2 separate regions of the Hermetia illucens genome follow, and region 1 is linked to region 2. Evidence: chromatin contacts called from public Hi-C data. All regions are on one chromosome and are shown on one strand. Each heading gives the region's core, a stretch centred on a gene start, on an enhancer-like site or on the middle of the called end of the contact. The rest is flanking DNA. Distances are from core to core; before and after follow the strand shown.

The links. Hi-C and Micro-C count contacts between places; a contact is called where the count stands out from the background.
Region 1: a Hi-C map of an unstated tissue shows a contact between it and region 2, with 5 times the contacts expected there. The contact joins the promoter of LOC119661132 here to the promoter of LOC119646231 in region 2. A contact is called at or near these places in 2 of 2 Hi-C or Micro-C datasets (an unstated tissue and whole body).

What each region holds. Positions count from the first base shown.
Region 1 is chr1:70,425,720-70,431,566 of iHerIll2.2.curated.20191125, reverse strand. It overlaps LOC119661132 (tRNA-splicing endonuclease subunit Sen15-like), which reads left to right and starts at 1,940. Exons shown (of 5, transcript XM_038070333.1): 1 at 1,940-1,968; 2 at 2,036-2,157; 3 at 2,213-2,294. The coding sequence starts at 2,140.
Region 2 is chr1:70,131,217-70,137,016 of iHerIll2.2.curated.20191125, reverse strand. It overlaps LOC119646231 (conserved oligomeric Golgi complex subunit 6), which reads right to left and starts at 3,884. Exons shown (of 5, transcript XM_038046621.1): 1 at 3,729-3,884; 2 at 3,042-3,673; 3 at 2,761-2,981; 4 at 2,540-2,700; 5 at 1,622-2,479. The coding sequence starts at 3,812. The coding sequence ends at 1,697.

The DNA of each region.
Region 1 (5,847 bases), core at 691-3,190, 300 kb before region 2:
TACAAAATGGGCATATTGAAGCGATGGATTGAGCATTTTGATGAACTGCTCAACAACCAAAGTATCGGTGAGTTGGAGGTCACGACAACAAAAAACGATGGACAAATACTACCACCACCAAGCATAGAAGAAACAGTCCGTGCAATCCCCCAGCTTAAAAACCAAAAGTCGCCAAGGACCGATGGAATTACAGATGAATTGGTTAATTATGGAGGCGACCAACTACACCAAGTATTTCATCAACTGATGCTCAATTTATGGGACAGCAAATCAATGCCTGATGACTGGCAATGGGACATCTGTCCCATACATAAACAAGAAGATATCACGCAATGCAGCAATTATTGAGGTATTACGTTGCTGGGTACCATCTGTAAGATATTTCCCGCTTTCCTGCTAGGTCAGATAGTCCCATACGCCCGAAACAAGGCCTCACTCCAGGCAAATCAGCAACAGATTAGATTTTTTCTGTGCGGCAAACGACAAAATTGATAAGACTGACTGGGCTGACCCTGGCCAATGTGCGAGGCCAGATAAGGCAGCAGGATCACTCTTAAGATCATTCGACATCAAGGGGATGTCCTATCATGCGTCGTCTTTAACCTGGCCCTGGAAAAAGAGAACCGTGATGCTGAGGTAAATGCGAGGGGTACGATCCTCTTTAAGTCCACTCAACTACTGGCCTATACTGACGATATCGACATCATTGGAAGAACGACCCGAGACGTACAAACTGCGCTGAAGGCGCGAGATCTTGGCTGCATATTAATGAAGGTAAGACATGGTGGCAATGTCAGCACCAAACACCAAGCAACCAAAATCAAACCGGACTGGTCGAATATTCAGATAGGAGACTATAACTTTGAGACCGTTGATAATTTCTGCTATCTAGGGTCGAAAATCACAACCGATAACAGAGTCTGTTGGCAGCCAACACAGTCAATTTCAGCTTACAAAAACTCTCTCGCTCGAAACATCTCACCATAGGGTCCAAGCTCTTACTGTACAAGACTATGATTTTGCCAGTCCTTATGTATTCCTCGGAGACATGGGTTCTTAGCAAGCTTAACTTAGCTCCGAAGAATTTTTGACCCCTTACATGAGGATGGACAATCCCGTAGCCTACATAACGACGAAATCTATGAGCGGTACCACGACCGTCTGGTTGTGGATAAAATCCGGTTCAATAGTTTGTGGTAGGCGGGTCACCTCATCCCTATATATGAGGATGATCCAGCCCGAAAAGTCTATAAGAGCAACATCTATGATAGAAAAAGCAGACGCCTGAAATGGAACGATAACATAGGCCATGACCCCAGGCAGCTTTTAGAGATATCGAGTTGGTGGACCTCGGCGCAAAACCGGGATGTCTGGAGTTGCTTATTAAGGCAGGCCTAGAATGGATACCGGTTGTTGTGCCGTTGATGATGATAACTTCGTGGAAGATATGTTGAGGTTGGAAGCAAATTGAAGTGGAATAAACGCAACAGTAAAGCGAGAAACACAATTCAGATGTGTGCGTAGTGCGCTCGAGATAAGCTCCGATTGACACGCAGTTTCAACGAACAATGAAGATTTCAATTCGGCAAAGTTCGCTCCACGTCGCAAGGTTTGTTGCAATTCCGTGCGCTTTCCGTTTATGGCTGTTATAATTGAATGTAATTTATTTGAATGAATTCGTTTTGAGAACTGCCGAAGGCACTATTTGCGTTGCAAGTGCTAATTATTAATGTCACTTGCATTAGTCCCGCCGCTTGTGGGTGAGAATCCTGTATTCTAAGATTACATTGGAAATCCAAGCAATACCTTCATTAAAAACGCTGCTAATACTCACCAATATTTGTTACATGCAAAAACGTCCGTTTCTCACTTTCCAACACAGAGCGTAATCAATAAATTTACGCGCTACACATTCCAAGATGTTCGCTGAATTCCAGTCGTTTGACGTTTCATTTCAGGTGACAAATGGTGAGTGTAGCTGTCTACATCGCAATCTGCTGTGTTATAAATAAAAGTAGGAAAACAACTCTTTTAGATATATAAACTGTGAATCGATGTTATTGAACACAACGAGTTCTACTGTCGATTATTCATTGGTGACGTAAAAAAAACTAGAAAACGGAGGCCAGCAAAAACAGCATGTCAACACTAGAGCTGGTGAGCATTTTGCTGAATATATGAATTCAATGGTTTGAACATTTGCTGTATTTAGGTGCGGGACTTTCAAATCCTAGGGTGCAAGGATGAAGTGAAACGAGGAATAGCTGCTCGAGTATATGTCGATTTGATAGACGGCAAGTTTAATTTATCGTAAATAAAGGAAGGAATGCTAAATATTAGATGCTTCTTCACAGTTTTTAGTTATTCATATTATTGAATAATACCACCTCTTCTGTTCTACAGTATCCGAAATTGATATAACTTTACTAACTTGTCAAAATAATGCAAATTCAGAATTTTGATGCATGGGGCACGCTACACATATGTACAGACTCGTATATATACACGCCGCACAAAAAAGAGGGTACCCGTTTTTAGTCGAACTAGTTAAATTTAAGAAAGCCTCATTTTATTGAGCTGAGGGATATAATTTGCTTTGCACGTTTAAATAAGTGAATCTGTGTATTCGGTTTATGATAGGTCATTAATAACGTGGTAAGTCCTTTAAAAGTTGAGCTATAAAAGGAACAGCGCCCACCAACGAGGTGCTCACTTTTTTTATGTGCAGCGAGCGGCATCACTGCGTTGAAATTAAAGGGGCCTCCATATCAGTATGTATGGGAGTGTACATTTTTTTTCACCAAATATAGTCATGTGAGATATCAAATGAAAGGGCTCGGTTAATACTTTTCCGAACTGATCTTCTTTTATATTGGCTGAAACACAGGGGAGTGAAGACTCAAAATGTCTCATTCTCAAAACCTATCCAACCGAAAAATCTGCAAATCTAGGCCTAAAATTACATCGCGTTTCGATATCTGCACATATAAACTTAATGATAATATATCACCATATTTTATAAATTTACTCGAAAACTCCCCTTAAGTTTAGTACAAAATTTGGTAGCAGTATAGGCGACAATTCTGGAAACTTTGATCTGTATCCAACTATCATTAACAAAGTTATAAAAGGTAATATTTCGCACTTTACGTAAATTTATTGCTATTTAAGAGGTGCATATAATCATAACCACACAAAGTGAACTTATATGAATAGCGGGTTCCATGGAGACATTTTAGTTTTCCAATCCAATTCGGTGTCACCCTCAACGGAAATCACACTTCCTAGAGATACAAAGTAATCAACATTTTCGAAGCTCTTGGCCATTGATGCAGATAGGAAGAGTGCGATGACCCGTCAGACTGAAAACCTTGGTTTTATTTGTGTTTATCTTCAGTCCAATTCTACCAGCCTCTCTTTCCAAATCCACAGCTATTTGGCCAAATTCCATGACCCGGTGACAGAGCAAACAGATGTTATGACCGTAGTCGAAGTGTTGGAAGAAAGATGTCCCCGTTCATTGAACTCCTCCACGACCTCCGGACAAGCAGGCATGGAGAACGTAATCGATAACAAGAAGAAGTATCATAATATCAGCCACAGGATGCAATCCTGGCAGACTCTGCTTTGGACCCCAAAGTCCTCTGATATTTTACCTCAGTGCAGCACGTGGCATTTAGCGCCATCATATGTGGCTCTGATAATGGTTATTAGTTTTTTCCGAAATATCCTTCCTGCATAGAACAATCAAGATGCACTCCCTGATCACATTATAGAAAACTTTCTCGAAATCGATGACGAGCGGGTGAAGGAAAGATCTAAGCTCCACGCATAATACCAAAATTACCCGTAGGCTTTTGATGGTGGTCAAAGCAGAAGAATCCGGAGCCGAAACCAGCCTGCTCTCTGTCGGTCAAAGGTTCGAAATGTTCCAGAGCATCCCTTACGGTAGCCGTCAGAAATAAACCGATACCAGATTCGAGGCTGCTGCTACTTGCCTTTCTAGAGTACAAAAGCACATTGCCCTAAGTGTAGCAAGAGGGAGAAGAGTACTCTCCAAAGTCACACCATCACAAGACTTGTTAGCATTGATGAAGGGAATAAGTGGTTCCCGAAATATTAGCATTTGCAAGCTTAATAACTAACACTAGCGAGTAAAAAACAAGTCAGGAAACCGGAAGCTCAGCGCTTCAGGTATGAAAGGTTTTGTGTATTTCCTTTATAAAGAGATTAGCATGTAACACGTAAAATATGCATATATTATGTGAAAATTTCCACTTTCAAGTAATATTTACATTCATAGTCTTGAATTTGCAGAGAAGCGACAGTTTTGACCTAGTATAACTTTGTTAGTAATAGTTTGATTTTCACCAAATTTGGCAGGATCATGCTCTATGCTGTAGCCTACATTGCTGCAGCGATTCAAATAACCCGAGTGCATGACAGCTCCTGATCACATTGCCAAAAATAAATCAATTGATGGAAAGCCCTGTATTGATAATATTTAACCTCATACGCTTCACACTCTTAACCCACACTCAGTTTAATATTATTAGCAAATACAAAGAATTTAACCTACAACAGATATAAACAAATCGGGAAACCGGAAGCTAGACGCTTCAGGTATGAAAGGTTTGGTGTATTTCTTTTATATAGAGATTTGAGTGTGCATTTATCCCATTAGTATGTAGCACGTAATATATGCATATATCCACTTTCAAGTGATATTGACATTCACAGTCTTGAATTTGCACTGAAGAGACAGCTTTGACCTATAATAACATTGTTAGTAATAGTTCGATATTCACAAAGTAGGATCATGAGCTATGATTTAACCTACGTTATTGCAAAATTTTGTGATTCTAGAATGAACTTAAGGGGGGTTTTCCTGTCAATTACTAAAAAATCTAGTAATGTACTATTATTAACTTTATTTTACCAGGCATCGGTATGGAGGGTATTTCGAAGCCTAGGCACCATGTAGTGGCAGACCCCTGATTTTTTTCAGATTTTCCGGTTTGCTAGTTTCTGAGAATGGGTTCGTTAAAAAAATGACCACTTTCAACCCCCCGCACTCCCCACCTTTTCAACAAATGTCAAAACTAAGACCGGCTTCGAAAAGTACTGACCGAGACCTTTAATTTGATACCTCACATGACTATATTTGATGAAAAAAAAATTTACACCCCCTTAAATTCGACGTAAACGGATGCAACTCACTATATGCGTGAGCGTTCACAGTTCACACCTTTCTACCAAATTTGGTATCAATCGCTTTAACCGTCTCTGAGAAAAATGCGTGTGATCGCTAGAAATACCGTGTAATTACACTCAGATGATTTTGTAAATCCGAATGAAACTGAGGATATTATAAGTGATTCTAACGATGTGCTTGCCTTATTTTTCGAAAAGAGCAATAAAGAACAAGAATATTAAAAAGCTTTATTACAATTTTTCCTCACTTAAATGTAAAAATTATGATACAGTAGAATCCCGATAACTCGTATGGTCAAAGCAATGACGATTTGGTACGAAGTAGCGGGATTACCAATTATCAGGAATGCAAAATAACGAAAATTGACTCTGGAGACCGGCAAATTTGTACGAATTAACCGCAAATACAAATTATCGATGTACGAATTATCGGAATTCCTCTGTACTATGTAAAATGTCAAACATGATTATCTTTTTTTTCACGCATGTATTGTACCTTAAGTTTAATTGAATTCAGAGATGAAAGAGTATAAAAAGGGCTGGCATAGATATACGTCAACTATTTGTTAATCGTGATAAATATTTGTTCGGCATATCCTTAGGCAGATGTCTCCCGTGGCCACAGAATATCAT
Region 2 (5,800 bases), core at 2,635-5,134:
AAACTAGGAAAAGATAAACAAGTCTTTCGGTATATTTTGTTGCCTTAAATTTAGTAGTATTTCCGTATACATATATTTTCTTCCTTCTTTTTGAGTCAAGCAGTTTCCTTATTAAACAGCAAAACACAAAACAACAACAGATACACGCCACGCCGAGCTCGGAGTGTAAAAAACGTGTAAGGTTTGATTTCATTTTTGCATATAGGATACAATGAATTTAGCTTAATTTTTTTTTGAGGATTTCCTCCCTTTCACTTCCTCCTTGACCCCGCAAAATTTTAATTGGGACATCCTCTAAATAATGACTGTTTGGCCGTTTTTTTTATTTTCCAGGTTTAGCTCGCGTTCTGGTTTTTTTCGTTAGGCCTTCGCGAATTCCTTTGTTTGTTGTCTATTTTTAGATCCGGTGCAGACCCACGCATCGGTATAGACACGTTAATTTTGTACTAATGACACGTGAGGGATCAAAGCGCTCAGAGGACCCCCTCCCCCCGCCACATTCCCGAGCCTGGCTCGCACAGAGGCGTGCAAAAACGTGTCAACCGACCATTTTGATGCAGCTTCAGTCTTTGCGGGCGGCAATTTTGCCAACCCTTTAGGATTCTGGGATAGTTCTTCCCTCTAGGTCGTCTTCGGCCACTTAGGATGTTCGTTTGATAATTTTTTTGCCCCAACGTTTAGCGCCCTATACAAAAAGAGAGCAACTTGTCCAAAGATAGAATGATCGCCTCATGCAACACGGTCTAAGATTGAATCTGAATAAAACAGCATTTTTGTCGACCGATCCGCATGAAACATGCACAATCAGTGTCAGTGACCTGCGCAGAATAGGACAATTTAAATACCTTGGGTGAATGCTGTCAGCTAATTGAGAACTGTATTATGAAATTGCATTCCACAACTAGCGTTCTTTGTGATCGACGGATCAACGAACGACTCAAATCTTAAATTTACTGCAGTGTCGTCCGCCCTGTAACCTTCTACGATTCTGACCCGTTTATAAAAGACGATGAATGGCGTCTCGCGGAAACGATGTTGCGTTGAATTAGTGGCGTAACGTGCTTTAATCACATCCGAAATGAGGATATGCGCGGTCGACATGGGGTTGCACCGATCGTGAAAAAATTGCGAGAGAGGCGTCTTCGATGGTATGGTCACGCAATTCGCGCTAACGAGGATTCGCTGGCCAAGATTGACCTGGACATCGAAGTCAATGGTAAACGACCAAAAGGTCGGGCGAATCAAGGGTGGCTTGATACAATGGATGTGGATTCGAAAGCCTCGCCACTCCAACAAGATCGGCCTTTTGATAGAACAAAATGGCGCAACTGATCATAGCGAGCCAACCTTGCTTGTGAACGGGTCAAAAGCTAAACCAAACGAAGAATATTGACTAAAACCTGTGAGAGTAGCGGGCGGGAGGAGCCAACAAAATCTATCTAAAGCACCCCGCACTAGGAGTTAGTACAAAACGCCCCATTTATGATTATTACAATTTCCCTCATTTCTTCAACCTACATAGGTATTGGGATCTCCAGCTGCAGTGCAACATCAAATGATGAAATGCTTGCGGGTACCAGGCTGACAATCAGGTAAGGGACTAGTCAAAAACCGTAAACGATTTTCTCAAAATAACTTTTTATTTTATTGATAGTTCCTATAATCACAATATCGGTATTGTAACGACACCCACTCGTTACCCAGAAAGCAGCTCTGCTACTTGTTCCGGTGTCTTAGAGAAAAATGATTCTGGACTCTCATAACCACTTTCGGGATCATGAATCCGTTCGTAAATTTGCTTATAAATAGTAATAATGACATTAAATGAACGTTTCTGCACCGTGGAGCGATGCGTGCTGCTCAAAAGCAAGTTAATCTGTGGCAAAAGCAACACATCGGGCATTTCCAGGAAAGCATCCATTTTATTCATAAAGATCTTCAATAAATTCGCTTCAATCCGCGCCTGGCTGTTCTGTAAAATTGTGTAGATCGGTCCCAGGTTCAAGTTGGCCACCAGTGACGAAGCCTGTTCTGATGTCAGAGTGTCTATTTGCGCATCAGACTGCGCTTGTAGTCTCTCCATTCGTTCGTCCATGAATTCGAACATGGCGAGGGTCGTTTGCATGTGATATAAGCAATTGAGCATGTACACAGCCATGTCGATTGTGGGCAAGTGTGAAGCTGACTCGGTAACGGATTGAAGTAGTGGATCGATAACGCAGGAGACGATTTTTGTGATGTCTGATTGGCGGCCCTCCACCATACTGGCAACTGACAAAATTTCTTTGAGGATATTCAAAAGCTTTCCGACGCTTGGTGGTGGAACGAGATCCCGTTGCGGGGGATCTAAACCCATTGATTGCGTCGTTGGGCGTTGCAGAATACTTCGGACTTGAGCCGAAAGGGCGTTGAGGTAGGATTGCTCGCTGTGGCCTCTAAGCTCGATCAGGCATTGTTCTAAGTTTCCTCCCTTCACGACCTGCAATAAAAGATTCATTTAAGATGATAACTGCCACCAAATTGCAGTATAAATTCGTACATAATTAATGATATTTTGATAGAACCGCAGCAAGTTCGATATCGCGAAAAGGATAATTGTGTCCTTTTCGGAATTGAGGATGGTTTCCACTCTGATTTTTAAAGGATGACAAACTCCATCAGCAATGTTCGCTAGCGCGTTTTGGATTTGTTCGGAAAGGTCTGTAAATCGAGATATTTTCAAAATTTTGTTTAAAGAAAGCAAACAAATTTGTTACGAACCATTTTTGTCACAAAGCTTGATCAGAAGCAATAGATTTTCCTTTTCCGTAGGGATGGCCTGATGCAGCCACGCAAACATGTCCCCAATGTATCGCTTGGGGTCGTGAGCGTGCATTTCGATTGGTTTTGGATTCCCCCCTGGTCCGCCGACCGTAAGAGCGTCAATGAATGATCGAACCAGCACCGAACGACGAGCAGTTGCGTATTCATCAATCACATACCTTCAAAAATACTCCAAGAAATTAAGGTGGGCGATTTGTTATAAGAAGGGCATCATGTACTTGAATAAAACGGGACGATCCTGCAACCGGCTCATCGCTTGCACAACCAACGACCCAACATCGTGAGAGTCAATATTCCGGCAATGGCTCTGCGTCCATCGATACAATCGCTCTAAAGCCCCTTCCTGGTGCAGCGTCATTTCCTCCATAATATCCAATGCAGCCGTTTGGTACCCACTTTGCATTAGTATCCGACAATCAGCGTGAATGGATTGAACTCGGTCCAAAACTGTGAAAAAATCAGGCGTGATTGGCGCATCCTTCACGGCTCCGTACAGCGTCTGATGTTCGGCTACACTTAGCTGGAATCGTGACAAAAATGCGCCGGCTATTTGCTGGTCAATTTGCAGTTTATTACTCTCCGCTTGAAGTGAATTTGTTTGTTGGATCAAATCGTGAGTGAGAGCCTGCGAGCTTCGCAAGTTCTCCTTCATTGAATTCACTGACTTCGCCATTGCATCAATCTCGTTGCATATGGAGTCCAGCGAGAGTTTCACTTCACGAAATGACTCCAGGAAGTTCTCATTGATGGCGACGCTGCGCTTTTCAATTTGACTACGTAGATTTCGTCGGGTTTGTAAGGTGTTTTCCGTGAAAAATGTTGAGAGGTCGGACAAGGCTTCGAGGGTGTCCTGGAATTTGCCGGCTTTTGCAGGATATCTTTAATTTTGAGCTGTTGTACTATACCTTATCTGTATCCAGGCGGGTTTCAAGTATTTTATTTAAACGTTTCTGGATCGGGTCATTTTCAGATGTAGCAGGTTCCTTCATTTTTCTGATAGAAAATATTCACGGACTAGCAAATATCTGGGAATGTTTTGGGAATTGCTATGTTGACACACGGAAAATGAAACGTCAACACCACCTTCCAATTGGAATGTTGACAGCTGGAATGTATTCAGCAGTTCCCGAAGGCGGGAAATTTATTAGCTGAGGAAGAAATTTGAAACTCTTGATCTTAGATATGAAATTGTTGGATGTCTTCTGAAAAGTTCTTTAATTTGTTTTCCTGATTATAGTTTGTTAATTATTATTTAACTTGCTTTTATTTTCTCCACTTAAAGTCAAAGACAAATAGTCATTTTTGAGGTGAATTATTGAAATTCATTAAATTTTCAATTTTGAAACTATCTAATGATTTCAGAAGTGTATTCCGCATTACGAAAGAGCTTGCAAATCGTTCGATGGCCCTGTAAAGGACTTTAACGGTCGGCTTCTCATCCACAATGATGAGCAGCTGAAGAGTTGGGAGGAAAACTTCACCACAGTTCGTAACCGTATCATATCCGGTCAAGTCCCTCCTCTTGTGGATGAAATGGCTAGTCACCGAAACATGCTCTCAAACGGAGTTGATGGTTGATGGTCTCTCCGCAGAGTTACTCATCGCTGCAGTTACCATTTCCACCCGTACGGAAAACTTGCGAATCCGAGACCTTACCCAGAGAATGCACGAAGGGCATTTGGAGGGGAATTTGCGTACTCTCTGCCGTCGCAAAGGTAATAGCTAAAATAATCCTGGAAGACATCAAAGAACATCTCGAAAACTTGATCGACAGAGAGCAGCCTGAGGTGAAATATATTTTGAGCAAAATATGCACAAATTTCAATATGGAGTGAAATAACCTTAATACGAGTATTCAAAGATTCGGCAGGTGATATTTCATTTTTGCGTTTTCTTTTTACATGGAATTAAATCTCAAAGCGCAAAGTATGTATTCTAACTAGAAATCATAATATATTAGGCAAACTGTTTGTTACAATTTTGGTGTGAAATAAAGTTGTATTGGGATTTAATGGGTATTATGAAGCCGCAGCCACATTGGACAGGATTATCCTAGAACAATCTAGATAGGTAATATTAATAACTCATAATAAAGTCGTCTGCCGAATGTTAAGTAGTCAGTAGTATCCTTACTTCCTTCAGGAGTAAATAATATTTGTTGATATTCCTCCTCGAATGAACGCCTAGAACATTCACGGTGAAGTAGTAAAGTTTAATTTTGCGGAATAAATTAATGTAATTTTGTTGCATATGAGGAAGTACCGAATCAACAGAAAAATATGAAAACGCATATTAATTTAGTGAAATTTCCTGACTACCTAAGGAAGGTTGTGGATGAGAAATCTGTTGTGCAGATGAACTAGCAATCCATAGTGGTACAGGATCATCTAAGATGAATAATGAAGCTCCAAGAAAACGTCCGTCCAAACTTTAGACTCATTTACCTGCTGGTAAGCTATGCATGCGCATCGTCAATGAATTTTGTGCCGCGAATTTTAAGGTTTGTAGTGTTAGTCGATGATTCCGGGATGTGGGGGGAACCTAGACTTCAGCACCTCTATTTATTATGTAGTGGTGTTGGCCCAAGGGTTCATAAATTCTTAGGCGGCGTGGTGTTGCACTTCAGGTAGTCGTCGCCAGAGTCCTCGGCAAGTCTATCTTTTCAGCGAAGAAGTGCAGGGGATCTCACTTTTTGTGGCCTTTCTCACAAACCTTCGGTGATACCAGCATTCTTCCGCATTTGTTGAGGGTCACGAGGACCCACTACCCGATCAGCCTTAGGCACCAACTGTCAATCAAATCAACGGCGCGTTGTATATTTCTACAAGATCTCGGCATTCGCTCATATTGGCAGATTTTGCAGTTCGCATAGTAGTGAGTCCGTCAACGTACTCCACAAAAGCGACGATAGCACACCTCCGTGAAAGTAGCCTTCCGTTGCTTCTGTTTCTATCTAGAAACCAAAGAGTGAAGAGCA